Linked DNA regions of Mus musculus: regions 1, 2, 3 and 5 are each linked to region 4. Evidence: chromatin contacts called from public ChIA-PET, Hi-C and HiChIP or PLAC-seq data. All regions are on one chromosome and are shown on one strand. The core of a region is the stretch at or near the end of the contact, and the rest is flanking DNA. Distances in the headings are between cores, read along the strand shown.

Evidence for each region. A called contact is a pair of places that touch in the nucleus more often than the background predicts. ChIA-PET counts read pairs in DNA pulled down with a chosen protein or histone mark. HiChIP or PLAC-seq counts read pairs in DNA pulled down with a chosen protein or histone mark.
Region 1: a contact with region 4 is called in an H3K27ac HiChIP or PLAC-seq map of double positive thymocytes, with 5 times the contacts expected there. The contact joins two enhancer-like sites. A contact is called at or near these places in 3 of 115 datasets of contacts at active chromatin or transcription factors (bone marrow-derived macrophages, double positive thymocytes and regulatory T cell precursor).
Region 2: a contact with region 4 is called in an RNA polymerase II ChIA-PET map of effector CD8 T cells, with 15 read pairs. The contact joins two enhancer-like sites. A contact is called at or near these places in 4 of 484 Hi-C or Micro-C datasets (CD8 T cells, memory CD8 T cells and natural killer cells) and 3 of 115 datasets of contacts at active chromatin or transcription factors (the 230-238 cell line, effector CD8 T cells and memory CD8 T cells).
Region 3: a contact with region 4 is called in a Hi-C map of bone marrow-derived macrophages, with 12 read pairs. The contact joins two enhancer-like sites. A contact is called at or near these places in 3 of 484 Hi-C or Micro-C datasets (bone marrow-derived macrophages, macrophages and nephron progenitors) and 5 of 115 datasets of contacts at active chromatin or transcription factors (the 230-238 cell line, DN3 thymocytes, acute myeloid leukemia and 2 more).
Region 5: an H3K27ac HiChIP or PLAC-seq map of microglia shows a contact between it and region 4, with 7 times the contacts expected there. The contact joins two enhancer-like sites. A contact is called at or near these places in 1 of 15 datasets of contacts at CTCF or cohesin (large pre-B cells), 1 of 484 Hi-C or Micro-C datasets (bone marrow-derived macrophages), 4 of 115 datasets of contacts at active chromatin or transcription factors (T-cell acute lymphoblastic leukemia, large pre-B cells, microglia and 1 more) and 1 of 9 other capture datasets (embryonic stem cells).

What each region holds. Positions count from the first base shown.
Region 1 is chr8:34,611,773-34,617,264 of GRCm38.p6, reverse strand. The region is part of intron 2 of B930018H19Rik (RIKEN cDNA B930018H19 gene); the gene reads left to right. All of the region lies in intron 2 of Gm34096 (a long non-coding RNA gene), which reads right to left. Among named protein-coding and RNA genes, the nearest start is that of Gm34096, 7.8 kb to the right of the region's middle. Within about 2 kb of position 4,019, at least 44 of the 459 cell types and tissues checked have an H3K27ac peak or open chromatin away from gene starts, as enhancers often do. A contact at or near this core is called in double positive thymocytes, where this site is marked.
Region 2 is chr8:36,182,454-36,188,081 of GRCm38.p6, reverse strand. No RefSeq gene overlaps it. Among named protein-coding and RNA genes, the nearest start is that of Gm35520, 3.2 kb to the left of the region's middle. Within about 2 kb of position 3,806, at least 188 of the 459 cell types and tissues checked have an H3K27ac peak or open chromatin away from gene starts, as enhancers often do. A contact at or near this core is called in the 230-238 cell line, CD8 T cells, effector CD8 T cells and 2 more, where this site is marked.
Region 3 is chr8:34,891,358-34,896,754 of GRCm38.p6, reverse strand. All of the region lies in intron 3 of Tnks (tankyrase, TRF1-interacting ankyrin-related ADP-ribose polymerase), which reads left to right. Among named protein-coding and RNA genes, the nearest start is that of Tnks, 72 kb to the left of the region's middle. Within about 2 kb of position 1,379, at least 2 of the 459 cell types and tissues checked have an H3K27ac peak or open chromatin away from gene starts, as enhancers often do. A contact at or near this core is called in bone marrow-derived macrophages, where this site is marked.
Region 4 is chr8:35,428,352-35,433,775 of GRCm38.p6, reverse strand. No RefSeq gene overlaps it. Among named protein-coding and RNA genes, the nearest start is that of Gm34853, 5.5 kb to the left of the region's middle. Within about 2 kb of position 2,880, at least 92 of the 459 cell types and tissues checked have an H3K27ac peak or open chromatin away from gene starts, as enhancers often do. A contact at or near this core is called in the 230-238 cell line, CD8 T cells, bone marrow-derived macrophages and 5 more, where this site is marked.
Region 5 is chr8:34,863,336-34,869,379 of GRCm38.p6, reverse strand. It overlaps Tnks (tankyrase, TRF1-interacting ankyrin-related ADP-ribose polymerase), which reads left to right. Exons shown (of 27, transcript NM_175091.3): 10 at 1,595-1,686; 11 at 2,021-2,099. Among named protein-coding and RNA genes, the nearest start is that of Dusp4, 59 kb to the right of the region's middle. Within about 2 kb of position 3,604, at least 7 of the 459 cell types and tissues checked have an H3K27ac peak or open chromatin away from gene starts, as enhancers often do. A contact at or near this core is called in bone marrow-derived macrophages and microglia, where this site is marked.

The sequences.
Region 1 (5,492 bases), core at 2,770-5,269, 820 kb after region 4:
ATCCAGGGCGCTGAGATGCAAGATTCCAGAAATCTATATGCCTTCATTTCTTCCATTCACATTTGCCTAACCCCCCACCGTGACTCATCAGCTGAGAAAGCACCTCAACTTACCATGTCAATAAAGACTGTGGCCTTGTTTGCCAACACTCTGGTTTTCTCATCCCGTGACAGACCATCACTGGAAACCAACCATAAGGCCGGTTTTAGTATTACATGAAATAACACATGGCGAAGAACCTGGTCAGAGCCAGGCTCTGGGATCTGTCATCCCTTGGCCCTGCATTTAGAGTCAGACAAACTTGGAGTTCCTGTCTTCTATTTCCATCCTCTGTGACCCATTTGACTTGAGTTTCAGCTTCTCGCTTGAGTCCTACCTCCTCCTGGAGTCTTCTCTAGATGTCTGCCTTAAGAGCCCACATGCACTTTTGGGTTATCTTAGCATCTCAGTAACATAGTCCTGGTGGTCCCTGACCCGAGAATGAACACGCCTCTGTCCACTGGGGACTCTGGGCAAGTTACTTTACATCGAAGAAAGACTCAGTAGAGGATCTTTGAGTACACATTAGAAGAGCTAAGATACTTAGGGTTGTGTGTGTGCACGCAGAAATAAGTGATGGAGGTCAGAAAGGAGTGTCTAGCTTAACTGTGTCAGTAGGGCTGGAACTGGCTTTTGGTATCTGTAGATCCAGCTCCTATAGATTCTACCAACTCTGGGTCAGGCACTATAGAGTTCATACAATGGTAGGATCTGTGCAGACAGGTACACACCTTTATTTTTTGTCATCATCCCCTACGTAATACAGTAAAATAACTATTTTTTATTGGTTATTTTATTTATTTACATTTCAAATGTTGCCCTCCTTCTCCATTTCCCCTCAGCAACCCCCCTATCCCATCCCTCCTCCCCTCTCTATGAAGATGCTCTTCCCCCATTTTCTGCCTCACCATTCTAGCATCCCCCTATGCTGGGGCATCGAGCCTCCATAGGAGCAAACGCCTCCCCTCCCACTGATGCCAGATAAGACCATCCTCTGCTACATATGTAGCTGGAGCCATGGGTCCCTCCGTGTGCTCTCTTTGGTTGGTGGTTTAGTTCCTGGGAGCTTTGAGGTGTCTGGTTGGTTGATATTGTTATTCTTCCTGTGAGGTTGCACATCCCCTTCAGCTTCTTCAGTCCTTACCCTAACTCCTCCATTGGGTTCCCTGGGCTCAGTTCGATGGTTGGCTGTGAGTATCTGCATCTGTTTTTGTCAGATGCTGGCAGAGCCTCTCAGGGGACAGCTGTATGAGGCTCCAGTCAGCAAGCACTTCTTGGCATCAGCAATACTACTGGGGTTTGGTGTCTGCAGGTGGGATGGATCCCTAGGTGGGGCAGTCTCAGAATGGCCTTTCCTTCAGTCTCTGCTCTATTCTTTTTTTTTGTCTCTGCATTTCCTTTAGATAGGAACAATTCTGGGTTAAACTTCTTGACATGGGTGGGTGGACCTATTCTTTAACTGGGGGGGGGGCATACCTATCTACTGGAGATGGTCTCTACAGGTTCTGTCTCCCCAGTATAATAACTATTTACAAAGGATTATTTTGTATTAGGTATTGTGAGTAATCTAGAGATGATTTAAAGTATATGGAGGAAGTGTGTAGGCTCTGTGAAAATGCATGCCATTATATACAAAGGACTAAAACATCTGGGATTTGGGTATCTGTGGGATGTCCTGGAATCAATCTCCCTCCCCCACTTCCACCCTCTATACCAATACCAAGGCACGATTGTATGTCTGCTGGGAACCAGCCTAGTTATAGCAATTCGAGCTGGAGGGATACAGATCTTACAAGCAGTACTAGGATGGTATATTTGGACCTACAGTAAGATGGGTTCTGGAGAGACCTACCGCTGGCCAGTGAGACGGGGGGGGGGGTGTTTAGAGCTCTTTGGGAGAACAGCAAGCCAAGGATCACTCCCAGGGGTGAAAGGCATTCACAGGTGAGGAGATGACCAGACAGCAGAGTCCCCAAGTTCCTCATGTTCGGCAGCTGATTGCCCTGTGAGCAACAGCATATCCACAGGCTGGGGAGGCCCTGTGGAGTCTGTGGCTTCCTGTTCAGTGCAGAGGGCCAGGTGAGAGCAGCACTGGGGAGCTGCAGCTCTGTTACCTGCTGCATCTTGGGCTGCAGTTGCTGGGATATTGAAAAAAAAGGGGAAAAGAGGATTTAATATTTATTAAAGCTTTCGATACTGTCATACTCTGCTCCTCCTGGTCAAGGCTGTGCCCTCACCCCCCGGCTTGCTCTATTTAGGATTGGGATGGTTTGCTACAAATGGGAATTGCAGTAAGAGGTTGACTCCAGCTTGTTTTGAGAAACACTAATAGCAATAACACATGGCCTGCAAGTGTGTAAAGAGAGTTTTCAGTCAAAATGCTAAACGCTAAAGCTAAGGAGATAGCTATGTGTGTCGATTAGTCAGCTCGGCCACATTTGCATGTGGCTTCTAAAAGGAATCCACACCTCTTTGAGTTATTAAACCCAGTCACACTGACATCAGAAATAATGATGAGGATTTCACAGATGTTTGAAAAATGCCAAGAATGTTGTTTGATTTCGTCTTTTCTCCTTACTCCTTTCCTGACTTTTTTTTTTCCTTTTCCTTTCTGAATGTTAACTGCATATAGGTGCTATAGCCACACTTCCAGAAAAGTCACAGGGCTTTGATGCTGCCTTGCTCCCTTGCTAGCCATGGAGCTTGCTATGACACGTGCCCGAGCCCTCTAGCTAGTGTCTGTCAGCACACAGTCTTGGCTCCTGGCTTAGAGAGGACTCATGGTTGAGCCATGGAGAATGGCAGTTCCTACTTGGCGGTGGCAAGGATGTGCTCCAAGGACTGCCAGCTGCTTGACATGTCCATCCAGCCGTAAAGCAAATGCCCGACACTGTCCTTAGTACAAAGCGTTTCCTCTTGCCCCACAAAGTAATCCCAGCTGAGTTCCCTTTTCTGCAGACCCTTTAAATGCGATTGGCAGGGAGAAAGCTACGGCCCTGAGACCATGTCCTTTGCCTTTAATGCTATTATCACGTACATGAGCACTGCCAGCTCCATTTCACTCCATGCCCCATGCTCCTGGCACACTGAGGACTTTAGTGTGATCTGCTGGGCTGAAGTGGCTCTTATGTGGTTGGCAGGATCCTTCCGGCTACTACAAAGGCTGCCAATGCCCCTGGCTGTGGCTTGAGATACCCTTTTGTTCCTAGGTACTTGGCCCGGAAAAACAGTTGTGTTTTCAACGGCTTATCATGTACAATGTGTTCTCATCTCTCTATAACCTGAGAAGTCATGGCGATCTCCCTTGCCTGAAGCTGTCCTTTCTAGTAGTGCCTGTATGGGGCTCACAGGGTGGGGTGGGGGGCACCATCAACAAACAGCTTCAGTGGATGGACAAGTACAGCAATTCTCTGGGCCATTTTAAAGATCCAGTGGGCCTCTGGTGAGGCTCAATGGTGAACTTTCTAGTGTGTGTGAGGCCCTGTATTCAACCCCCAACGCTTCCCTAAATAAACAATAAGCAGTCCGTGTCGCTAAATCTTATTACATAGAAGTTGCATTGAAACTGTAAGTCACAGACTAGAGACCTTTTTTGCTGGTCCATCCTAGAGATGATTGTTTGAAGGTTGGATGGAACAGAACCATGGGGCAGAGCACTGGTGGTGGGGAAAAATTTGGAGGCACTGTTAAGCTGTCAGCTCTTTAGAGTGGCTGCTGCATGCAGGTATTGAACCTTACGCGACTATGACACTTTAGACAGACTCTTTCACTCCATCTGCATGACAGGCACAGAAGGCAGAAACGTTGCTTTACCTCAATGGTGAGGATGTTGAGGACACCTGCTTGTGGTTGTATAGCTAGCAGATGGTAGAGCCAAAGTTAGAAGTTACATAAAGTCCCCACAGTTCCCGTCATCCAATGCGGGCCAGCCACTTGGGCTCAGGAAGAGATCAGGATGAGTCAGGCCCTCTGGGACTCCTGACTGTGAAGTCTTTGGGGGAATGATCTGAGTCATGAGGATCACAGGATGCCTTCCTTACCTTTGGGAACCATCAAACATTTGCAGAATAACTTTCCACCCCCTCTTTCATTTGTCTCTGACTCAAACTCGCCCAGTGATTCTCAGCCTGTCTCTAACGAGAAGCATCTCTCTGAGGAGACGAAGATTAGTCTAGAACCCAGGGCATCTGATTGCTGATCTGCACCTCTCATCTGTTTATCAGAGAAAATAGCATTGTCATTAAGCATTGTGCAGAATACTTGCTGGAAGCTCCCGAGTTAACAATGTTATATGACTGATTTACATTTGTGTGTCCAGTATACAGAACAGCAAGGGTCTTGTTGCAGAGATAATCCATAGCTTTGGACCAAGGTATGTTGGTATTTGTAATTTATCTATGAATCAATGAGCCCCACTGTCCTGGCTTCAGAGTCTTTTTTTTTTCTTTTTAAATTGAAAATAACATATTTTTTATACAATATATTCTGATCGTGGCTTCCTCTCCCCCTTATTCCTCCCAGATCCTCCCCACCTCCCCACCCACTCAACTCTTTGCCTTCCCTCTGGCTCTTCAGAGTGATTCTTAATGGCTCATCTTCCTCCTCCTTCTCCCCTCTTCCTCCCACTTCCTATTGTGTAGCTGTTAAGAATTAGAATCGTTTGAAATGCTTCTGAGGTAGGAGCCTCTTTGTCAAAGACAATCTCAGGCAGACTGCTGATATGGCAGGCGGTTTTGAGCAAATTACACAGCAGGTAGTTTATGCCATCAGCAGCTAATGTAAAAGAATCTAGTCTTTTCCTCCTGTGCCTGGATTCTCCTTCAGTTGCCCAGGGTATGCATGAAGAAGTTCACTCTGTGAAACTGCTGAATTGACCAGAAGGTTGCTGTGGTGGTTTGAATATGCTTGGCCCTCTTAGGAGGTGTGGCCTTGTTAGAGGAAGTGCATCACTGTGGGTGTGGGCTTTGAGATCCTATGCTAAAGCTTTACCCAGAATGGAAGAGACCCTCCTCCTGGCTGCCTGCAGAAGACAGTCTCCTCTTGTTCAGATCAAGATGTAGAACTCTTGCCTCCTCCAGTACCATATCTGTCTGCACACTACTGTGCTTCCTGCCATGATGATAATGGACTGAACCTCTGAAACTCTAAGCCAGCCCCAATTAAGTGTTCTCCTTTATAAGAGTTTCCTTGGTCATGGTGTCTCTTTACAGCAACGCAAACCCACCTAAGACATTTGCTTATTCTCCAACCTTATGCCAAGTGAGAAGGGATAAGAAAAGAACAGGGAAAGGAAGAATGGAGACACATGAATGAGAAGAGTGGGGGCCATACTGAGCCAGCACTCAGGGCAGGATTCTAAGATGTCCACAGTAGAAGCCACTCTAGCAAGTTTAAGCACTCAAATCTATGAAGAGTGTGTATAGCTAAGAGGGTAGTAAGGAAGGTTGGTGAGC
Region 2 (5,628 bases), core at 2,557-5,056, 750 kb before region 4:
TTTCCCCAAGGACAGTCCATTCTATAATAGACTTGCAGTTGACTGGCACTTAGACATAACTGTAGTCGATTGTCAAGAAAAAAAAAACAAAAAACAAAAAACGTGAGTTAATGGCTGTCAGTTCCTCAAGGAGGACATCCCAGGGGAAGATGCTAGCATTTCCTTAATATGCTTGAAGACCTAAACTTTAAGAAATCAGAAGACCACCGGAGTCCTTTATGTAGACTCTGTAACCTTTCTCCTTCTATCTTTATCCTCTGAAAACTATCTGCACCAGCAACCTATGGGTCGCAATCCCTTCAGGGGTGGCATACTAGATGTCCTACATATCAGATATTCATATCAGATATTTATGTACATTATGATGCATAACAGTAGCAAAATTATAGTTATGAAGTAGCAATGAAAATAGTTTTATGGTTGGGGGTCACCACAACATGAGGAACTGTATCAAAGGGTCACGGTATTAGGGAAGCTGAGAGCCACTGACCTAGAACATCCTTCTCAGATCACGATTTCTTCAGTGACTGCCTGACCCGGGACACTGGACCCAGCCATAGCTGCAGTCACTTTTGTCCACAGTGACAATGGAACATTCTACCTTAGAAATGCAAGCTCTGGTCCTCCTGGGAGCGCTCTATCAGGTGGATCTAGGGAGATCCTGTGGGTCATAGGTGGGGCTGACATTACTCTGGATCTATATTAGTTCTAAATGCAGTCAGCTGACCTCAGAGAGCTGTCTCTGGCTCCTTGTGGAGAGCATCGCTCAGCCATTCCCTTCGTTGTTTTGCTAACCCATTTGGACTCTTTACCTTAGTGTTCTGTTTGGGCCCCTGAGTTGCTGACCCAGTTTTGCAATGTTTATTCTGGCTGCGGCTCTGCATTCCTTGGGGACTTGACTTTCAGTATTTGCCTGTCTGTACATTGCCCAACTCGCGGCAATTGATGCCTCATTTCTCTGCCCCACCCAAACCACAGGCTGAGTATGCACCTGGGCTACGTCCCAGAGACGATTCTAGAATCCACAGTCACATCTCCCATCCCTCTACCGTGGGAAAACTGCTGAGCTCCAAGTAGGAGGACCCGCAATCTGATGAAAGTGATTCCAGGCCATGGGAGAATTTACTAGAACCCACATTAGGTGCAAGGTGTATATTAAATATATTTCTGATTTTTTTTAAAGACATCAGTAACTATAACAAACCAAAGTGCAAGGTTTAATATTTGGGGTGTAAGAATCCCAGACTGGTGTGAGCCACTCCTTTCTGAAAGAAGAGATCTCCCCCACCCCAGTCTCAGAGGGGCCTGGTTTATGTCTCTGGCCTTATTAATGTCTGAATTCATGGATTCCAAAATGTTTAGAAATGTCAAATGTTTTCTGTGTCTTGTCATACTGTGTGTGTGTGTGTGTGTGTGTATGTGTGTTGTTAGGGTGCTATCACACATATGAGAAAGCCTGAGTATTCAGATTTCTGTCTGAAGTGCATGCTTTTGGTAGTGAGCTACGTCTTTATTTTAATACTGAATCTCTGCTGTGTCGCTAAGACGTGGCTAAGACGTGGCAAGGGGCGCTTCGACTTTCAACTCTGTCTTGAACATTCACTTGGATAATTACCTTTATGTTGGCTCCTTCACGCAATGGAACTCCCCAAGATGAAAGACATGAATGGAGGGGGGATTAGAATTATCAGAGAGAGAACTCTTTTGTTTCCAATGGAGGGTGTCAAGCAGAGGGCTTTAGCGACCACGGGACAAACATTCTAGATCCAACTTTTATCTTCAGCCTTAAGTTGAAATTTAAAGTGCAGTCTAACTAACTATAAAGAGCTCTTTATTTGGAAAGGCGTCTATTGAGGCTCCGTTCTTCCTTATATCACATTGTAATGAAAAAGTCAAACATTAAGCAAACCCTGCCTGTAGGCACAGTAGCCCGTCCTGCAGACATTTTGCTATACAATGAAAGGCTTAGTGTGGATAAACTAGTGGCTTCAGGGTTTCTTCCCAGGTAAAGTCTGGTTAAATCCACCGACCACAGGCAGATCCCTGATTCACAGATTCATATAAAGGCATGTGTGACTTTATAGACTCTATGGATGTAGAAATAGCTATACCTAACCATTTATTATGTATCTCATTAAACCTGTGCTAAGAAAAACCTTTCCTACTGTAATTCCAACCAGAAACATTTGAATTGGACTGTACAGACAGTTCTCATAAGTGCCAGGTTATTTTATAAGGCTGAAAAGGAGTTTTAAATAAGCATATAAAACTTCTAACTGAGCCATCCACCAAAGAGCATACAAGGGCTGGCTGGACCAAAGCCCCAGGCACATACGTAGCAGAGGGCTGCCTTGTCTGGCCTCATGGGAGAGGATGTGCCTAATCCTGCAGGGATTTGATGCATCAGAGTAGGGAGATATGGGGGGGGGCACCATCTCAGAGGCAAAGGGGAGGTGGGATAGAGGGAGGGACTCTGGGGGGCTGGGAGAAGGGCAGTGTGTGGAATGTAAATAAACAAATCAATAAATTAATTTAAAAAAGAAAACTCATTTTAGCACCCGTCTTTGAAACCTTAGCAACACACTTTACTAAGATTATGAAAAGTCAGCAAAAATCGCAAAGCACCCTGGGATCTCACTTGATGTGCCCTACGCAAGAGCACTGGACATTTCTCCACTCAAGGAAGTTTCTATGAGCAAATGCACTGATGCCCGGCATCTGCAGGGGACTGTGTTCTGCTGAGTCGGCTCAAGCATAAAACGAGAAGTTTCCATCAAAGTCAAGTTAAGATTGATGTTAATTTACAAGTTTTCAGTTGGATTGCCCTGGGGCTAAGAGATCGTGAACATTCTTGGGCCAGATGTTCCCACTCTAGAGTGATAGTCATTTTCTGGTTATTTGGGAAAAAAAAAACTGAGTTGGCTTCTGGAACATTTATCTAAGTACATGGCAGGACCAGGAAATATGTCTATTGACATTCGAAATTAAAAAAAAAATGTTTGCAGCTAGAAGAAAAACAGGAAAAAAATGCAGTGTTTCTTAAAACGGAGTCTCTCGGATGCTGATAGACACATCTCATCTGAACTGTGGACAGCGTTTCTGTTTTCTGTTTCAGTAGCATAGATGGAAATTAGCCAAAAAAAAAAAAAACCCAGAAATTTAAAATTACTATAAAACTGCTCTCGATTTTTCTAATTAAAGAGCAGGTTAGTCTGCTTCATAGAAGGGCTAAATTAGAGAACACCTAATAAGAAATACAACTTAAGGCAACCCCTGGCAGGAGAAGGTGAGTCAAATTAAAAGACTGAGGTTTTCTTTTTCAATACTAATAAAGAAGGCCCTTTTAAGTCATTCATTACTCCACATAAAGCCTTCTACTGGACTGCTTTCCTGTATTCTTTTATAGAAAGTACATTCACTTTAATATTTATGTAGACTAAGCGTGCCCCTTCTTTGATGATCACTAACTGGCTATGTGGCCTCTCTGGAGTGACACCAAAACCTAAATCAAGAGTCCAAACTAATGTTACATTGGCTGTTTCAATACTGTGGTAGTTAGAGTTCAAATCAACAAACCCTGTTTGCTTTGCCAATAACAAGACTGGTAGAGTTGCTGGCTTTGGGGAGACATAGCATTTAATATTTTCAGAAGAAAAAAGAAAAAAAAATCGAGTGTAACAATGCACATTTCGAATGTGGCCACCAGAGGTCTACTGACACTGCAGAGCGAGCAGGCTGCAGGAGCGTGGGCGCAGACTGGTGCATGCGTACTCTGCCTGGTGGGGCCAGAGACTCTCCAGCCCTGCCCTGGTCTGCTGAGTCAGAGCTGCTCTGTAACCCCCACAGGTGACTCAAGTATGCGAGGGAGTGTGAGAAAGACTGCTGCCAGGGTTGAAAAGGAAATGTGGTGTATCCCGTGTGTGATGGAGATTAAGATATTTAAAAGTCCAGGCAAAGGCAGGGCATGGAGGCACCCATATTTAATTCCAGCATGTGGGCAGGAGGCAGAGGCAGGTGGATCTCCTAGTTCAAAGCCAGTCTGGTCTACTAGTGAGTTACAGGACAGTCAAGGCTAAACAGTGAACACACCTCACCACCCGCGCCTCTCTCTCTCTCTCTCTCTCTCTCTCCCCCTCCCTCTCCCCCTCTCCCTCCCTCCCCCCTCTCTCCTCCCTCCCCCTCTCTCTCTTTCTCCCTCCCTCCCTTCTCTCTTCTCTCCCTCCCTCTCCCCTTCTTCCCCATTTCCCCCTCCCTCTCCCCCTCTTCCCCTTTCCTCCCTCCTCCCCATATTTCTCTCTCTCTCCCTCCCTCCCTCCCTCTCCCCCTCTTCCTCATTTCCCCCTCCCTCTTCCCCTTTCCTCCTCTCCCCCCCCCCACTTTAAACATTTTTCCTAACAATGTTACAACTCAAAAGCTATTTTCTTTTCAAAACGTTCTACCTGGACCTGGTGCCACAGAACTGTCATCACACATCTTGAGATCAAGAGGCAGGAAGGATCACAAGGTCAAGGCCTGCCTGGGCTACAGAGTGAACTCATATCAAACAAGACTGCCTCAAAATAAAAGATTAACATGGGTTTGGAGGTATAGATCGGTGGTAGAATATTTACTTGGCATGTGTAATGCCCTAGCTTCAAACTCTGGTACAAAATCATTTAAGTGACCAAGGCTGTATTTTTAATTTGCAATTTAGCTTCCAGATATTTGAAGATGAAGAAGCTCTAAATATCACCTAACATGTACAGGTCTAAATGTTCTCGTTTAACAGAAGAAATTATCTGACCAGGACTGAAGTGGCATTCCACGCTCAATATAAGATAGTTAGCTGTCTTTAACTAGAACCAAGTTCTCCAGAGGTGTCCCTGAGGCTGCAGGACCTCACTCTTGTATGGAGGTGGGGCTAAGCTAGGGAAGCATCATGGGAAGGGCAGGCTTTGTCCATCAATCAAGATGTGCAGAGCCCTGGACTCAGAGGTTCCTCTCCTACTCCAATGTGCCAGGATTCCTTCAAGTATATCGAGACTGTTAGACTGATTTTTCTCTGTTCCCCATATTTCTCAGGGACAGGGATGTCTCCATGGTTCTCTGTGTTACCATCAGTATACTCCCAACAACTCTGTCTTCACAGAATACATATCCAGTCACTGAGTCTGTGTCTCTCTCTCTCTCTCTCCCTCTCTCTCTCTCTCTCTCCCCCTCTCTCTCTCTCTCTCCCTCTCTCTGTCTTTCTCTGTAGACCTGGCTGACCTCGAACTCCCGGTGTAGATCAAGCCCACAGAGGTCAGCCTGCCTTTCACTGTAAAGGCATGCAACACCACACTGGGCTCTCACTTGGCTCTTCCTTAAATCAATCCAGCCAGCACTCATAGCCTCCCCTTCGCTGCCATCCTCCCAAACCACTGTACTTTCCCTTTAAATGGATTAGGCATAACTCCAATATCTACCACCTCTCTGTACAACACGCTACCGCCATGGTTCTGCTGGATCTTCCGCTCAGTGGCCTATGTCTTCCTTCTTACCTGGGAGGGAAGTTGGATTTAGAGGCTGATCAATCTCCAAGTAACCTGGGAACGAGACCACCCAAAGGAACCTATCAGCTAAGAGCGTCAAATTTCAACCTGTGGTTTT
Region 3 (5,397 bases), core at 130-2,629, 540 kb after region 4:
GAGGAAATGATAAATGTATAATGTGCTGGCAGAACTTGTAATTTGATGTGTTGGTTTAATTTCTTAGGTTTTAAAAGATGTGGGATGACCACTTCTTACAAAGTTAAATACATATTTAAAATGCGACATGGCAATCAGCATTACTAGATGTTTGCCCAAGAGAAATGAAATCGTATGTCCATTTGAAATGGTTTCTATAGATGTTTATAGTAGCTTCATTTATAACTGCCAAAGACTAGAACTTGGGAAAGGATAATCAAATTAAATATGTCTTATGTTATGGGGTAATGCTTAACAATTAAAAAACCTACTCTGTTTAGTGACAAGGACAGATTTCAAAAGCATTTACACAAGGTAAAGAAAAAACCTAGACTCAAAAGTTTATGTGTTCAGTAATTCCATTTAGATGACATTGTGTGACTTAGAAGTGTAAGGACATTGTGACATCTGGGTCGGAGTCAGTCCTCAGACACGTGTGCAAGTCATTGGGTTCAATCCCCAGCAATGGGGGAATAAAAAGAAGACATGTCAAGTAAACAGAAACTTAGGGACAGAAATTAAACAGTATTGGCATGAAATGAGGCTTTACAAAGGCCTGGAAAATATTAGGGTGCACTAAAAATATTGTGTGTTAGTAGTGTCTAACGATGATTCACGTGCTTAAGGACATTCGCTGCTCTTGCAAAGGACCGCAGTTAGATTCCCAGCACCCGTGCTGGAGACTGATAGCTGCCTGTAACTCTAGCACCAGAAACATCTCAACCCCCCTTCCTGGCTTCCACCAGCACATTCTTACACATGTGTGAGCACTCGTGTGTGTACACACATACACAAAAACACACACAGTAAAAATTTTTAATATTTTGCAAATGCAAATATACTAGTCATGATAGTATACACTTTTAAATCTCAGCATTCAGGAGACAGAAACAAGTTGGATCACTGTGGCCTACATAGTGAGGTGTCCTCCCTCTGGGAAAAAAATACGAATGTAACTGTAAAATATACATGAGTACATAGTATGGAAAGACTCTTGTGTCATATTACAGAACATCCCTGGTAGTGTAAACATATCCCCTATAGCAGTTATTGTTCTTAGTGAAACTTGGCAGTTATGTGTACCCATTTCAGTCTTGGAGTTAAGGGAGTTCATTGGTAGGTAGGTCTTAGAAAAAATATCTACATATACAGCATGATGGCACAGGCCTTTAATCCCAGCATCCGGGAAGCAAGAGGCAAGTGGATCTTGTTACTGTAGACTACCTGCTCTATTAAGGGAGTTCCAGGTCAGCCAGGGCTTTGCAGTGAGACTCTGTTCCCAAGAAACAAAAACACCCCCACCAAAAAGGCACTGTGTCCCCACCTGCTGGGGTGCACCTGTAAATCCATTGTTGGGAGTCAGGCTGGGGATCATCAGCACAAATTCAAGTCCAGCCTGTGTCAACATACTGAGCTCCAGGGAGGCAAAGGGAAGAACGAAAGGAGAATGGAAAGAAAGAACAAAAGACCATCATCAGAATAGCGTAAACTATTGCCAAGAGGATCAACTATGCAGTTCACTTTTCTAAACTACTTCCTTTTTTTCAGAGCAAACATGATACTTGGATTTTTTTATTTAATTGCAGAGTGCTTCACTTGCCATTGGATCAGTATTGGATGACTTGTAAATAGTGGCCATTCTGAGCTCTAAGGTCACAGACCTTTGTAGGTTTTTCCTTGTTTTGGAAATAGTCATAGAAGATTTTAGAATGAAAACAGTAGGCTAATTGCCCCCCCCCCCAGACCCTTGTTTCTATGTAATAGAGTAGCTTTGGAAGATTGGTGTGCAGGAGGATCTAGCTTTAGTGGTTTGAGAGTAGATTGTTTCCTGGTCATGTGGCTAAGTTCTTTCTACAACCAGGTAACTAGTTCAGAGACTTCAAACCAAAACACAATGAAATACATCACCTAAACTAATATCTTCTTCCCCCAAATAGGCTGTGGGTTTGGCTGAGAGAATCGATTTCTTGTGTATGATGGTACCTCAATGCAAAGCTTTCTGTATTGTCTTATCATAAGTTCAGGGCACTCTTCAGCACTCTCCAGGAATATCAATAGTCAGTTCTAGTCAGTTCGTGGTACTGCTGTACGCTTAGCAATGGGAAGTCCCCGCATTAACTTGGTAGTGGAGGTTCTTGACTGAGGTCTGTACAAAGCTCTTCCTTGAGACACCTTATAAGTCCAGGAACTAAAGCAAGCTATGGAGGTGTGAAACACATCGGTCACTTGAATAGACCCAGAACTTCCTTTATTCCTCTTCCCGTGCCCAGGTGTCCATGTTTATATGCTCGGTGCTTCAGAGTAGTTCTGATAGGAAAATTTTGGTTCATTATATCATTTAAAGCTACTAATTCTTTGCTTTATAAAATGTTCTTATACTTCACAATTTAGTTTCTTTCTTCTAGCGTACATATATCTTGTCTTCCTAGGCTCAAATTTAGTGATTCTTAGTCTAGGCATTAGCTTAGTTATGGAGCCTGATAGATGAGTATGAAACTAGACACTCATGTGACTGCTTCAGGATCAGTTTATTAACTAATGAATATGACAGCCACTGGGCATGGTGGTATATGTCTGTAATTCCAGGACTTGGGAGACTGAGGTCCAGGCCAGCCTAAGCTGCGTAGCAAGGAGCAGGCTAGGCAGGCCAGAGAGACGGGTGAAGTGGAGACAGGTGACTTTTCAGTGACATTTCTTTCAGTTCATGTAGAATGTGAGCTGTCACTGCTGGGCACACACAGTGTGCTGTAAAAACAGAGGTCAGAGTTTCTTTTCAGTCTCTCACTACTTTTAACACCTGTGACTTCCATGTTCATAAACTTCTCACGTTATTCCATCTCTGAAAAACAAAATGGCTCAGTTTTACAAAATGGTCTGCTTTGATCCTGCGAGTTGTTGGATGTAAAGACCCTCACAGTGTCAACACTGGGGTAAATCAGTAAGCATGGCTTCTATATGTAGGTTTCCAAGAGAAAAGTTTCCCTGCAGCCTAAGAGAAAGAGAGGCTATTTCTGACTGCATCAGAGAAATAGGAAGGGGAGGTTGATTTTTGACCTGACAACATTTTAAAAACATTAATTTGTGTATCTTTGTGGGCACCCATCCTTTTGCATGTATCAATATTTGGTATTAATGACTATTCAAAAAAACCCAAACATTGTCCCTACCTGTTTTCACTCCCCTGTGTTATATAATGACACTGGGATGTGAAGCCAGCTCTTCTCACTCCAGCCTGCTCTTTGTCTGCTTCGGCACACCTCTTATCACCCCTCAGTGAGAGAGAGAGAGACAGAGAGAGAGAGAGAGAGAGAGAGAGAGAGAGAGAGAGAGAGAGAGAGAGAGAGAGAGAGAGTGTGTGTGTGTGTGTGTTAGAAAAGGCCAGTGTCCATAGAGCACCATGCTCTCCCTGCCAAAGTGAAACAGACCTGGTGGTGTGGCTGCTGTAAGCAGCTCGGCTTTGCTGTCAGTGTACAAAGGACTCTAAATTCATTATGTACCAGTTCCTGGGAGGCAGAGTGTGAGAAATGGCTTCGGCTGTTGACTGATTGTGGTCCTTGGGCACCAGATAGTGGATGCTGGAATGTATTGCAGAAAAGCTGATTAAAGCCCTGGATCTCTAACAGGAAGAGTAACGTCATCTGTAATGCACACTTACAAGTTTCTTGCCTTATTATCAGCCTATGCAGAAATAATATTTTTGCAAAAATGTGCATTTGGCAAAATTGCATGCTGCGCATGATTAGGACCTTTGTCCATAGGCTGATTGGGACTTTGAGGCGCCTGAGTCCTTTGCTGTTTTGTAACTTAGCTTATTGGAATTCTATTTCACCATGACTTGGACATCAGGAGTAGGCACTTGGAGTTCAAGTGTATGTATACATAGTACAGGATGTCAGCTGTCAGAGCCTGCTATCTCATCCCCATGCCCTGGGTGCTGCAGTGAAGCATAAGTGGGAATAGTTATGTAGTCAGTAAGCTGGAAGATGCTTAAATACAGTGATTTTGCAACCCTCCTTTAAAAAACATCCAATGTTTTCTCAGCACGTTCAAACTTAGTCCTTTCATGCAGTCTGTCTCATTGTCCTGCAGGTGTCACTGGGCTGTCCAGAAAGAGCCAGCACTTCTTGTCTTCCCTCAGGCCTTTCCTTCTCTCTCTCAGTCCTTACCTGAAAGCTTCTTTCTTCTTTAAAACGTCTTTAAAAACTGCTTTAGTCTCTCTCTCCCAGAAAGGCTTCCTTAGCCCCAGTTAGCCTGTTAGTAATCCCATTTAGACTAGCCAATAAGCACATAATAGTATTTCATAGGATTTCCTCACAATCTACTGTAATCATTTGCTTACTTCTTTTTCTGCTTTAATAGGATAATCTTCCTTGAAGTCAGAGGTGACAGTGTTGTCTTTGAACATGGCATGCATATACATATATATATGTGTATACACACACACACACACACACACACACACACACACACACACACACCTTTTGAATACATGAGTGGCTTTATAGATGTATTCCATAATTTGCATTATTTAGATTGTAATTATTCGGGCTTTTTAAGTTTTAATTTTGACTTTATAAAATGACATTCCTAGTATGTTTAATTTCCATACCGCTGTTAGAAAATGTTTAATAAAGGTAAGTTTTTAACTCTTAACCATTTTTTGCCCTGAAGATACAATTTGATTTTTGTGCAGTTATTTATTAAACAATTGAACTACAATTTATAGGAAATTGAAAAGACTAATTTTGTGATTCTGAAATTGTTCAGATTACTATATGGAATTGGGGGTACATAGAACTGACTTTATTAGTATAAGATTCCCTTAATAACTTCTACATTTGAAAACATGTGATGATAGCTTCTAGATTTTAGCCTAGTTCCAATTCAAGACACAAGCGATATAATATTCATTAATAGTAGATTATAGGAGTTAAGCAGCTGCTCCTTGGTATCTTTGTAGAGTTTGTGTTGAAATAGCTCAATTTTACATCAAAATACAAAGAAAGATATAACTGCAAATCTTAAAGTTTTTTTAAAAGTATTTTAAAGTAATTTACAGTAACTTTTATTTGATCTAAAGTCTTCTTTTTCTAATATATACCTGCTATTTTTCACAGAAGGCCATATTAAGACAATTTGTATAATCATTTCTTTAATGATATTACCAGCACAGTTATTGCATTAAAGCAATCACAATCACAGTCCTGGCTGTTGTTTTTGTTTATCGAAGGAGCAAACACAGTGTTGTTATCATTAAGGCTCCTCATCCTTCATTTGCGCTAGCGAAAGAAACTTGGGTGCTCTAAGGAATCTGTTATGGGAGACTTCTAAGTTCTGTTCTCACTGATATGTTTTGAA
Region 4 (5,424 bases), core at 1,631-4,130:
TGAAGACGACATTCTATCACACCTATTTGTATGTGTAGACTTTGTGGCAGCAATAATGATGTGTGCATCGGAAGAGTTTGAACCTCAGCTCCGTTGGGTGGATGTGTGGGATGTCTCATCTTAGAGAGCAGATTTGCTTGGTGACAAGCAGATAATTCTCTCCTTCTACACTTCCCTTCCGTGACCAGAAACTAGGCAGGATACACAGCTCAAAGCCACCCAGCTGTGGGAGAATGCCTTTCCAGGAAGACGGAGAAGGGCAGTCATGAAATATCCAGACTCATGATTACATGACTTTAGTCTGGTCACTTTGGGTAGGCTGAGGCATGGCATGAGGTAAAGTAGGGTGGGGCAGGTGGAATCACCTACATTTTATAAGCCACTGGAGTAGAGGAGCCAGATGAAATGTGGATGCCCACTTACATTGGAATTTCAGATCAGTGATATGTTTTAACATGAGTAAGCCCTGCATGTTGCATAGACACATGTATTAAAATAAATATATGCTATTTATCTGGAATTGCATGGGTTTTATTTGCTGGTAACCCTGAGAAGCCATGCAACTCCAGATAAATAGTCTAGTGGCCTATCTGCTGAGCCACTAAATGTGGCAAGTGGCAACGGAACAGTTTCTAGGTAGAGTGAACGTTATGAGTGCAGCAGTAGGATCTTATTCTGACCCAGTTTAAGTGCAAAAAAAAACAACCAAACAACCAACCAAACAAAAAACTTCTTTTATTCCTTGGGGACTGTTGGAAAAAATAATAGTTGCAAATGAAAAACAATTGCTAGCCAAAGGTCTTTTGTTGTCTGGGTTGTGACCCACAGAGAAAGCTTACTGCTTAGGGTCCAGAAATGATGTTCTAGCCTACATCCCCACCCACACTTTTACTGCCTTCTAAACATGTACTGCTTTTGTTAAAAAAAGCTTTCAGTGTTTACTAGAGAAAGGGTCATTAGTCCATCGTGTGTCTGTGCACCATCAGCCTCAACAGTTAAAAGCTCCCAGTCAACACCGCCCTGTCTACATCACCCCATCCACCCACCCCAACCCCAATAATGATTCTGGAATGGAGCCCAGAAAGCAGGAGCTTTACGGCTTCGTGTCTTTCTCTTCCTCATCATACCTTCCAACTCCCCACAGCAGAGTTCTAAGGTGACAAGGCTAGAAATGTCTTTGAACAGTGTTCCCATTTGTACAGTTCACTAGTTATCTGCCTTGCCAAAACAAGAAGCCCTGGGTCCTCCTTGCCCGGCTTCCTTCACGCCCACAGTTTGCACTTGGGACTTTAGTGTTGGAAGCCACACCCCAGTCATAAGACTTTGGCTAGGTCTGGGGCCTGGTGACAGTGGAAGGAGTAAGACGTGGCTTTGCTCACAGCTCTGTGAGATCCTTCTGGGAGCTGACTTAGCCACACATCCTTGAAGCTTTCCCTGTCTCTTCACTGAGCTTGGATCCAAGCGCCAAGCGAGGCACAAAGCTCTACCCTCGTGCTAAATATATCACCGGGTCTTCAGCACTTAGACAGTGATAACACTGGAAGGATTATTAAAAGCAGCAGAAACATGCTACTAAATCAAAGTTGTGTAAACTGTGCTATTGGTGCGATGTGGAATATTCTGTGGTGCTCATTGAAATGACGTCATAAAAGCATCCTTGTTGACACAGCTTTGATCCTATATTGTTAAGTGAAAGATAGCTTCACAGCCTCATTTTATCGATCTTTATCCTGGAAAAGACTAGCATGGTTAGCTCTTAGGCATAAGGTTATATTAAAACCTTGAAGTCTCAAAACGATTATGCGTACTAAGGACTTCCTTCTTGTCGTTTTTATTTTTAAAAAAATTCTGCAGTTGTCAGGTTGGACTTGTGTGATTATATATACGCTAATGCACATATATACATCAGAGCAGTAGGAGAACATTTTAATGGGTACATTTAGACACCCTACCTTCTGCACACAGCATCTTCCCCTTGTATCCGCATGGGGCATCAGGCCCACCAGGGTTCTGGATTACTCTACTTCTGCTAAGGTAGGATGAGACAGTGGTAGATACCTAGCACTCAGGTAGCTGAGGCAGGAGGTTGGTGAGTTTGAGGCTAGCTTGGGCTATAAAACAAAACAGTCTCAAAACAAAACAAAAACAAAAAACAAACAAACAAACAAAAACCAGCTGAAGGAAAAGAACCCAAAGGCTGGTATGCCCATCCCCCAGAACCCCTGCATTTCCCACAGAACCCCTGTGTGTCCCAGGATGGTCAACAACTCAGTTTGCCTGGACTGAGGGCTATCCTAGGCTACAAGATTTCCTGCGTTCACTGAGAAAGCCTAGGCCAATTTTGGGACCAATTGGTCAGTACTTCCCAGGCATAGAGGTTGACTCTGATTCCCTTCGTAGAATGCATTCTCCCACAGGTCTGAATTCTTCTGGTCTCAAAGCTAGGAGGGCATGAAGTTCAGCAGGTGGAGCAGGACTCAGAAACAAAACAAAACAAAACAAAACAAAACAAAACAAAACAAAACAAAACAAAACAAAACAAAACACTCTGCACTTTTGTCTCTGCATTTAGCCCAGGGCATGCTTTTGTTCTGTGTCTGAGCTTCCAGAAATAAAATGAAATAAAAGATTATCTAAATAATTCAGGACGAACTGGTTATTCAGTGAAGTACTTTCTCACATCCACTATTAAGGACTCCTTTTTTGTAGGCTGAAGCTAACGTTTATTCCATTCCTTTGGCTCTACGTTTTCCGGCTAAAGCTTTTAGCGTAAAACAAAAGAAGAAAGGGGTCAGGGACCGGAAGAGAAAAACCACAGCCAGTGTGGGAAGGAAACCTGTCGCAAGCGGAAGTCTGTGTTAACTGCACGGAGCTTCAATGAGGTTTGCCTGTGCGCCCCAGAGCTCAGGTTTGTAAACCGAGGCAAAGGGATGAGGGTGTCAGACGCTGTGACGTGTGTCACCCTTTGGCCACACTGATCTAGCTGTGGGACGTGACAGGGAGTGTCTGCCCAGAGCTGGCCTGGCTCACTCGGGTAGGTCATGTGGGTAGCCGATGGACCTCTCCGCATTTCTCTGTCTTGACCTTGGAGGTCAAGAGTGCAGAGTAGGAGAGCGCTGGCAAAAGTTAGACGTGACCTGTAGTTCATCCACTTCCGGTGTGCTGTTTGAGAAGTTATTTGACCTCACTATGAAATGAGTAATGTGAATGATACTCTTCTTACTCCACATTGATCTTTCTCCTCGCCAGACACCTGGGCACGATGAGACCTGCGGTCCTTTCAAGACAAGAAAGAAGCTGATCCAAGGAGTACAGAACAGCATTCGCAGCTCTGTGTGCACAGTGTCCTCTGAGCTTGGAATCCAGGACTTCTCCAATGGGAAACCTTTTCTTTTCTTTTCTTTTCTTTTCTTTTCTTTTCTTTTCTTTTCTTTTCTTTTCTTTTCTTTTCTTTTCTTTTCTTTTCTTTTCTTTTCTTCTCTTCTCTTCTCTTCTCTTCTCTTCTCTTCTCTTCTCTTTCTCTTCCTCGTCTCTTCCTCGTCTCTTCCTGTCTCTTCCTCGTCTCTTTCTCGTCTCTTTCTCTTCTCTTTCTCTTCTCCTTCTCTTCTCTTCTCTTCTCTTCTCTCCTCTCCCCTCCCCTCCCCTCCCCTCCCCTTCCCTTCTCTTCCCTTCCCTTCCCTTTCTCTTCTCCTTTCTTTTCTCTTCTTTTCTCTCTTCTCTTCTTTTCTCTTCTCTTCTCTTCCTTCTCTTCCCTCTCCTCCCCTCTCCTTCCTCTTTCTCCCATCTCCCTCCCCTTCCCTCTTTCTTTATTTTTTTGGGACAGGGCTTCTTTATGTTGGCCTGGCTGTCCTGGAACTCATTCTGCAGAGCAGGCTGGCTTCAAACTCAGAGGTCCACCTGTCTATGCTTCCTAAGTGCTGGGATTAAAGGCATGTGACACCACTAGCACCACTACTACCCCTTTGTTAGCTTGTAGTTATTGTACAAAATATGGAGTTTCATGAAGACATTTTCCTACCAACAGATGATGTACTTTGGCCCCCCACTGCCATTACCCTCCCTTAACCCCACCCACCTTCCCCTGCTAGCCTTCTTCTACTTCTCTCCACACCAGAACTTTAGATTTATCTTTGTTTTCCAAGACAGTCTCCTATGTAGGATTTCTTGTGGCTCATGAGCTGCTTTTGCAGAATGCTGGGAAACTGGTTTGTGTGAGGAGAGAGGACAGAGGAGCCCTGGGCACACGAGGACTCCCAGTTCCAGCTTCAGAGCAAATGAAATCAGTCTCTGTGCTATCAAAGATCCCCGGGCCACAGATTTCTTCAATGCCCTTCCTACCTTGTCCTCACCAGCAACAGGATCTGTCAAGGTTTGGGGAGACAAAACCATTCCTAGGCATTCCCTGCTCTCTATCCTTGGGGAAAACAGTGACATCAGGAGAGAGAGTCCACTTGGATTGTTGGTGGCGATATAGAGTTGGGAAGAGATGGGTTCAAGTGCAGTACTCACACCCCTCCACTTCCCCATTTTGGAAGAATGTGAATAGAGAGGAGAAGGAGGAGGAGGAGGGAGAGTCGGGGAGGGGGAGGAAGAGGATGTTAACTTGAATATGAGACAGATTTCTGAAATTACAGGGAGAGCAGTGGCAGAATCACTTTGATGCAACTTTCTAGGAACAAGTAGCTGGGAGCAGAATGAACGTGGCTCTACATTCTGCTGAGCTGGCATCCACCTCAGTATGCATCACACCTCTTCTCTGAAGGAGCGTGGGCGTGTAACCAAACTGACACAGGCAGACACCCCGAGTCCCATGAAAACCCCACCCACCTCCGTGAGCAAACCTCATCCAAGGACCCAGCACCAACCCAACTATCCAGAAAAGCAAGCGCTTCACTCTCCTTCATCTACGGAGAGGAGACAGGAGGGCAGTGGATCAGTGGGGGATGTGATGCGTTCAGGCAGGCTTTGCTAGAGAGAGAGAGCGCATAGTGGTGTCAACTGACAGGAAGCAGGTAGCCCAAATATGCAAAAACCCTTCAGTGGTCCAGTTCTTAGAATTTGCTAAGGTTTGAATGTGTTCACCACCACCCATGAGTAAGAAACAATCCCAGAGCAACCACGGTGAGAAGAAGGACCCTGCAAGAACTGTGCCTTCATTAACAGAGTAGTGGGTTGGTTTTCATGGAGTGGGGGCCCGGGAAATGGAAAAGTTCCACTTCCTTCTCTTGTTCTGTATTGCTGTATTGCTTTCTGCCCTCCATTAGAGTCAGTAATCCACGAGGATACTCATGAGATATGAGGCCCCTGATCTTGGGCTTGCCAGCCCCGAGACTATAAAAAATAAATATGTATTTTTATGATGGCTACATGGCTAATGCTGATAAACACACATGCAACCACAGGGTGGACCCAAGCAGTCTCGGA
Region 5 (6,044 bases), core at 2,355-4,854, 570 kb after region 4:
TCTCTGAAATGCCAGCAATTTGCATTTTAATACTGGTTGCACTGGGCTTTAACTTGCATTCAGTCATGGTTCTCTGTGGGTGAGGGACTAGATATTTGCTCAGCCGTGAGTTAGACTTGTTTTGTCTTTGTGTTCACCCAAGCTTATTGTGACAAATTATTTTTGTGCTCAGTGCTTTTATTATAATGCAAAGTGTGATCTGATAGAATCTTATCTTTGAGCTGTGCTTACTAGATAAATATTGCATCTGTTTTCTGTAGAAAGTATGATTTCATAGATATTTGCGTTATTCTTTGGAGTAATTGTATTCAGATAACAGATTATGCTCATGTGAGGAAATGTTGAAACTGAACTTTCTGTCCCCGACTGTATAAATGACCTTTACAGCTGTCCTTCCCTCCTCCTCCTCTCAGGAAGATCACTGACTTTGGTCATTAAGCACATTAAGGCACAAACATGAGCTGGTTAGTGCCTGCCCCTAACGCTAGAACTTAAGCTATGTGCGCCTTATGTTACAGACTGTATGCTTCCCTAACTCTCGTAAGCCTGCGTGCCTCAGAAAGGTCACTTAGCCCATTCTGCTGAAAACACTATTAAAAGATAAAACCAAACTGAAACGGGCCAAGTGAAATTTCTTTCTTTCTTTTTTTTTTTTTTTAAGATTTATTTATTAATATATGTAAGTACACTGTAGCTGTCTTCAGACACTCCAGAAGAGGATCTTGATGTGGATGGTTGTGAGCCACCATGTGGTTGCTGGGATTTGAACTCTGGACCTTCGGAAGAGAAGTCGGGTGCTCTTACCCACTGAGCCATCTCACCAGCCCCCAAGTGAAATTTCAAACCACCAAGCCCAGTTCAAATAACTTCAGTCTCCACAGAGCTAGGCCAGGAGTCCCCCGTCACAGAGTGTAATCCAGGAGTCCCCCGTCACAGAGTGTAATCCAGGAGTCCCCCGTCACAGAGTGTAATCCAGGAGTCCCCCGTCACAGAGTGTAATCCAGGAGTCCCCCGTCACAGAGTGTAATCCAGGAGTCCCCCGTCACAGAGTGTAATCCAGGAGTCCCCCGTCACAGAGTGTAATCCCCAGCACTGTAAGAAACTTGACCCTCTGCTTTGGGGTATTTCCTTTATTTAGTTGTGAGTAATTTTATTTTTCAACTGTTAATGCAGCCATTGATATAAAATGGAGCAAAACACAAAAGTTACATAAACAGGAGGACAAAATGTAAGGTTTCTAAGCATATCGGTTCCTTTACATCACTTCAGGGTTGCGTGTTTTCACCACTGCCTAGCAAGCCTGCTTATCCTTGTGAGTTTGGTGCCTCTGTCAGTGAAGTAACGGAAAAACACTGGCAGATAGACCAGTGAAGGTTTGAGTAATGAAGTCTCTGCATGCCTAATTGAGAATATAATTTCACTTGCCTTGCACTTCCAGTGTGTGTAAGAAGAGTATTGACTCCAGAGTACAATGCTTCATCATGTCCTGATGCACTTTGAGATGACAGTAGCTAATAGCTACAGGGGCCGTTTCATTTGGGAGTTCATGTTTAGGTAGAAGTTTGTCTTAAACGGGATTGTGTTTGATTTACAGCACTGTGCTGTGGCCTCCTTGCATCCCAAACGAAAGCAGGTGGCAGAGCTGTTACTGAGGAAGGGAGCCAACGTCAACGAAAAGAACAAGGAGTAAGTACAGCTGCGAAAGCTGGCCCTTCCTCCTCTTGCCTCTGTCCCTTACATGTAAGTCACACAACCCAGCATTGCCGACCCACGCCCACACCGTGAACCCCTTACTCCAACAAGCCCCATCCTGGTTTCCTGTCTTCTTGTTGCCATGTTTGCTTCGTCTTGGTGGTCCGTGCCTTGTGGTTAAGTGGCCTGGATGAACGTGTACAGTACATGACCGCCCCACACCACCCCACTAAAGAAAAGGAGCCTTCCTCCTGTCAGCAGCCAGCAGCCACCGAGAGTTGTTGCAGTAAAAGTCACAACATTCTCTCTCCCTTTTTTCCTTCCATAGTTTCATGACCCCTCTGCATGTTGCAGCTGAAAGAGCTCATAATGATGTCATGGAAGTTCTGCATAAGCACGGAGCAAAGGTAAGCCGTCACTCAGCACAGGGCAACCAGCTGCCCTCAGTACTGGGTCCCCAAGAACTCATCTTGGTCAGAAAGGGCAGTTACTGTGTGGTTTTGTGTTTAAAGTCATAGGTTGTCCTTCGAAGTTCATTTAACTTTTTTTTCCCCTAGTAAAATTGTCTCTTTGTCCTTTCTTTTTAACAGAGGTTCCTTTATCTTAGATAACAGTAGTTTTTAGGTTAACAAACAAACAAAAAAAGACTAACCAGCTTCATAATTTATAAACACTAAAACACAATCCACTAACCTGCTTATAGAAAACTCCTGCTTTGTGTTTAGGTAGTGTTTGCAGGAACATAGTAAAGATGAAATTTGAGTATCAGATTTTCAGTAAACCACATTAAAAGTAAAAATACAGCCAGGCAGTGGTGGCGCATGCCATTATTCCCAGCACGCGGGAGGCAGAGGCAGGCGGATTTCTGAGTTCGAGGCCAGCCTGGTCTACAGAGTGAGTTCCAGGACAGACAGGGCTATAGAGAGAAACCCTGACTCGGAAAAAAGGAAAAAAAAAAAAAAAGTAAAACTACTACTGTTTGTTAAACATAGTTAGTTAATAATATGTTTCTTTGATAGGCTCCACATGAATCTCCTTAACTGATAATAGCTGTTGAACCAGGTGTTACAACCAAGCAGTGACCTCAAATAACTCTTGTAAGACTGGAGATTGGAGGCTGGAGGGATGGTTTCTCTTCTGCAGTGCATCCGAGTCCATGGTTAGCACCTGTGTTGAGCAGCTCCCAGCTGTCTGAAACTCCAGCTCCGAGAGGGAGCTGGCCTCCAGGGGAGCTTGCACCTTTGCACACCACACATTCCCACACAGAAAGAAACTCGGAACATACACTTAGTTAGGAATAAAATCTTTAAAACAATGAGACTGTTCTCTAATAGAGCTGAATGGTATCTTCCAGCATGCCTTTCCTTCCTGACCCTTGCATTCCCCTTACATGAGCATCAGATTGCTGTGTGGTGTTTTAGTGGTGTTTGCACTACTTGATTATACTTTACAGGTAAACAAGATTATGTATATTAAATGCTTTAGAAGGACATTTGGCATTCTTAATCGAAATCAAGTAAGTTAAAATAAAGAGAGCAGTCGTACAGGTTTATCACCTACTTTGTAGCTACAACTATAGCATTGTTATAAGCAACATGTTGTATCAGAAATAGTAAGCTAAGGGGGCTTTCTGCTACACTTGTGTGAATTATTGTTGCCCTAGGCTTGACTTTGCAAGTCACTTTTGACAATTACATTATAATACTCATACAAACCATAATGTTCTTAATTCTTAAAAATGTGTATTATTACCTACAAGGCATTTTTTCAGAAAAGTTAATTGAAAAATAAGCTTTTTGTTATAGCCTCTCTCAGTGGCATTGCGTAGATGCGAGGCTCTCAGTCCTTCCTGGTGCTCCACGTGCGTGATGTGTTATTATTAGCATCTTAGGTCAGCAGTGGACTTCTGCAACTGAAAACAGTCTGCTAGTGACGCGAATGACTTCTAGTGTAGCATGTCCTTCCTGGTCTTCCACTACAGCACACAAGTTACTGATTCCTTTAAATACAAAGACAATATATAAGTTGTCATCAGTAGATCTCAAATGCCTTCAATCCTAGCACTCAAGAGGCAGAGGTAGGTAGATCTCTGCTGAGTCCAACCTAGTCTACATAATAATCTATAGGCAAGCTAAAGCCAAATAAGGAGAGGAAGAAGGAAAAAAGGAAGGAACTGGAAGGGAGGGAGGAAAGGATCGTGGGCAGTGGCAGCAGCGGCTGCTATATCAACTCCCTATCACTCATTCCTGGATCCCAAGGCAGTGTGCCAGTCCCACAGGGTTGCTGCCTCCATTCTTCATACATTAGTAAAAACTTTTCTTGACTCCTAATGGGTCATGTTTTCCTTGCTTAGTATTTTCTTTCTGTGATTCTATTGGACTTTTAAGTGGCCCATAGTTAACATTTGAGTCTAACAGCACTTTCTGAACATGTTCACATGATCAAATCCCTAACAAGCCACAAAAGGGAGGAAAAGTGTAATTTGCTCATGGTTCAGAGGTTGAGTCTATAGTGGAAGGAGAGTATGCTGAAGTAACCACACCGAGCCAAATAGGCAGCAGAGAGGAGCACTAACAGAAAGACACAGACAGAGGACATACCCCTAGTGACCCGCTTCTCCAGATACTACGATGGATACTCTGGATGGAACTATGGCCATCCGCAGTTCTGTCTCCTAGTAGCCTGCACATTCTGACTCTGTCAGTGGATTAGCACATTCATTTAAACTGAACCCTTAGAGTCTGGTCATCTCTAGAAAAGCCCTCAGACATACCCACAAGTTTGCTTTTCTAATTATTAATTACTTAGTCCAATCAAGTTCATAATCACAGTTGTCCATCATGACCTCTAAATGTATAGCTTAAGAGTGTCTTAACTATGGTTAGCATGTTGAGTATGTAACATAAAATCAAGCTTTTTCTTTTTTTAGTGGCAGTTTCACATTTTAATAAAAATAATCTGTTTAGCATTGAATGTTAAGTATTTGTAGTGGACCAGGGGGTTAAGACTTACGACTTGGTCTCAAAGCATTTTAGGGGGGCTCTGGGGCTTCAGGGGAAGAAGGAAGGCAGTGGCAGGACTGCTCGCTTTGTCTGGTGGGAGTTTTGTTGTTCATTTCTTTGTGGGGTAGAGTCTCCTATGTAGTCCTAGCAAGCTTAGAAACTGCCGTGCAAACAAGGCAGAGCTCAGACTTCCCTGAGAGGTTTGTGACAGTGCTTTCTAGTAAAGAACAGGTCCTTCCTCACCGGTCCCTGTAGCAAGCCTGTTTACTATTCCTGTCTGTTACACATTTAGTGCTCTAAGTGAGCTCTATAGACAGACTACCAACAAACACTTATAAGCTCTTCTATTTATCTCCACTGAGTGAGTGCTTTTCTCATCAGTAACTTTATTTACTTCAACCTGGTTGCTTGATAAAGTACTCCATAATCTTTAGTAGATGTTACTTAGACTTTGAGGGAAGGATTATAATCTCCATTCATAATTTAAAAATATATATCTGTTAAATGAAATGATTTTGTATTACATTAGTAATACACTTACACTTATACTTTACAGATATGAACATTCTTAAGATACAGAAAGACAACTTAAAGGAATGAGTAAATATCTCATATGCATAGAATGTTTAATATAAAATTTCATTATGTGGCCAACTTACCAATTTCTGTTATAAGTCATTGCTCATCAAATGGAACTTTTAAAACTAAATCTTAATTCTTTTTACAAACTTATTCCAAGAACCATTGAAACATTATAAATTTTTATTCATTGTTAAAATACGAATTTCCCCTGAGTAAGTAATGGGGATGCAATTGGGCCATTTTCCACAGCACTCAGTTCTACCATACTTACTTACGGAAGGTACAGTGTGTTTGTCTTAGTTAGTTTTACTGCTGTGAACAGACACCATGACCAGTGCAACTCTTATAAAGGAAAACATTTACTTGGGGCTGGCTTGCAGGGTCAGTGGTTTAGTCCTTTATCATCATGGCAGGAAGCATGGTGGCACTCAGGCAGACATGGTGCTACAGAAGGAGCTAAGAGGTCTGCATCTTGATGTGAAGCCAGCAGAAGGAGGTAATGTGTTGTACTGGGTGTGACTTGAGTATATGGGACCTCAAAGCCTGCCTCCACAGTGATACACTTCTTCCAACAAGGTCACACCCACTCCAACAAGGCCACACCTCCTAATAGTGCCATTCCCCACCAAGCATTCAAAGATATGGGTCTATGGGGACCACTCCTATTCAGACCACTATAGTGTTCTGCACATCTGCTTCAACACTAGAGGTGAAGCAGTCCTCAGTAAACAGAAAACCTTTACAATCCTCTTTGCCTGTTACATTTGC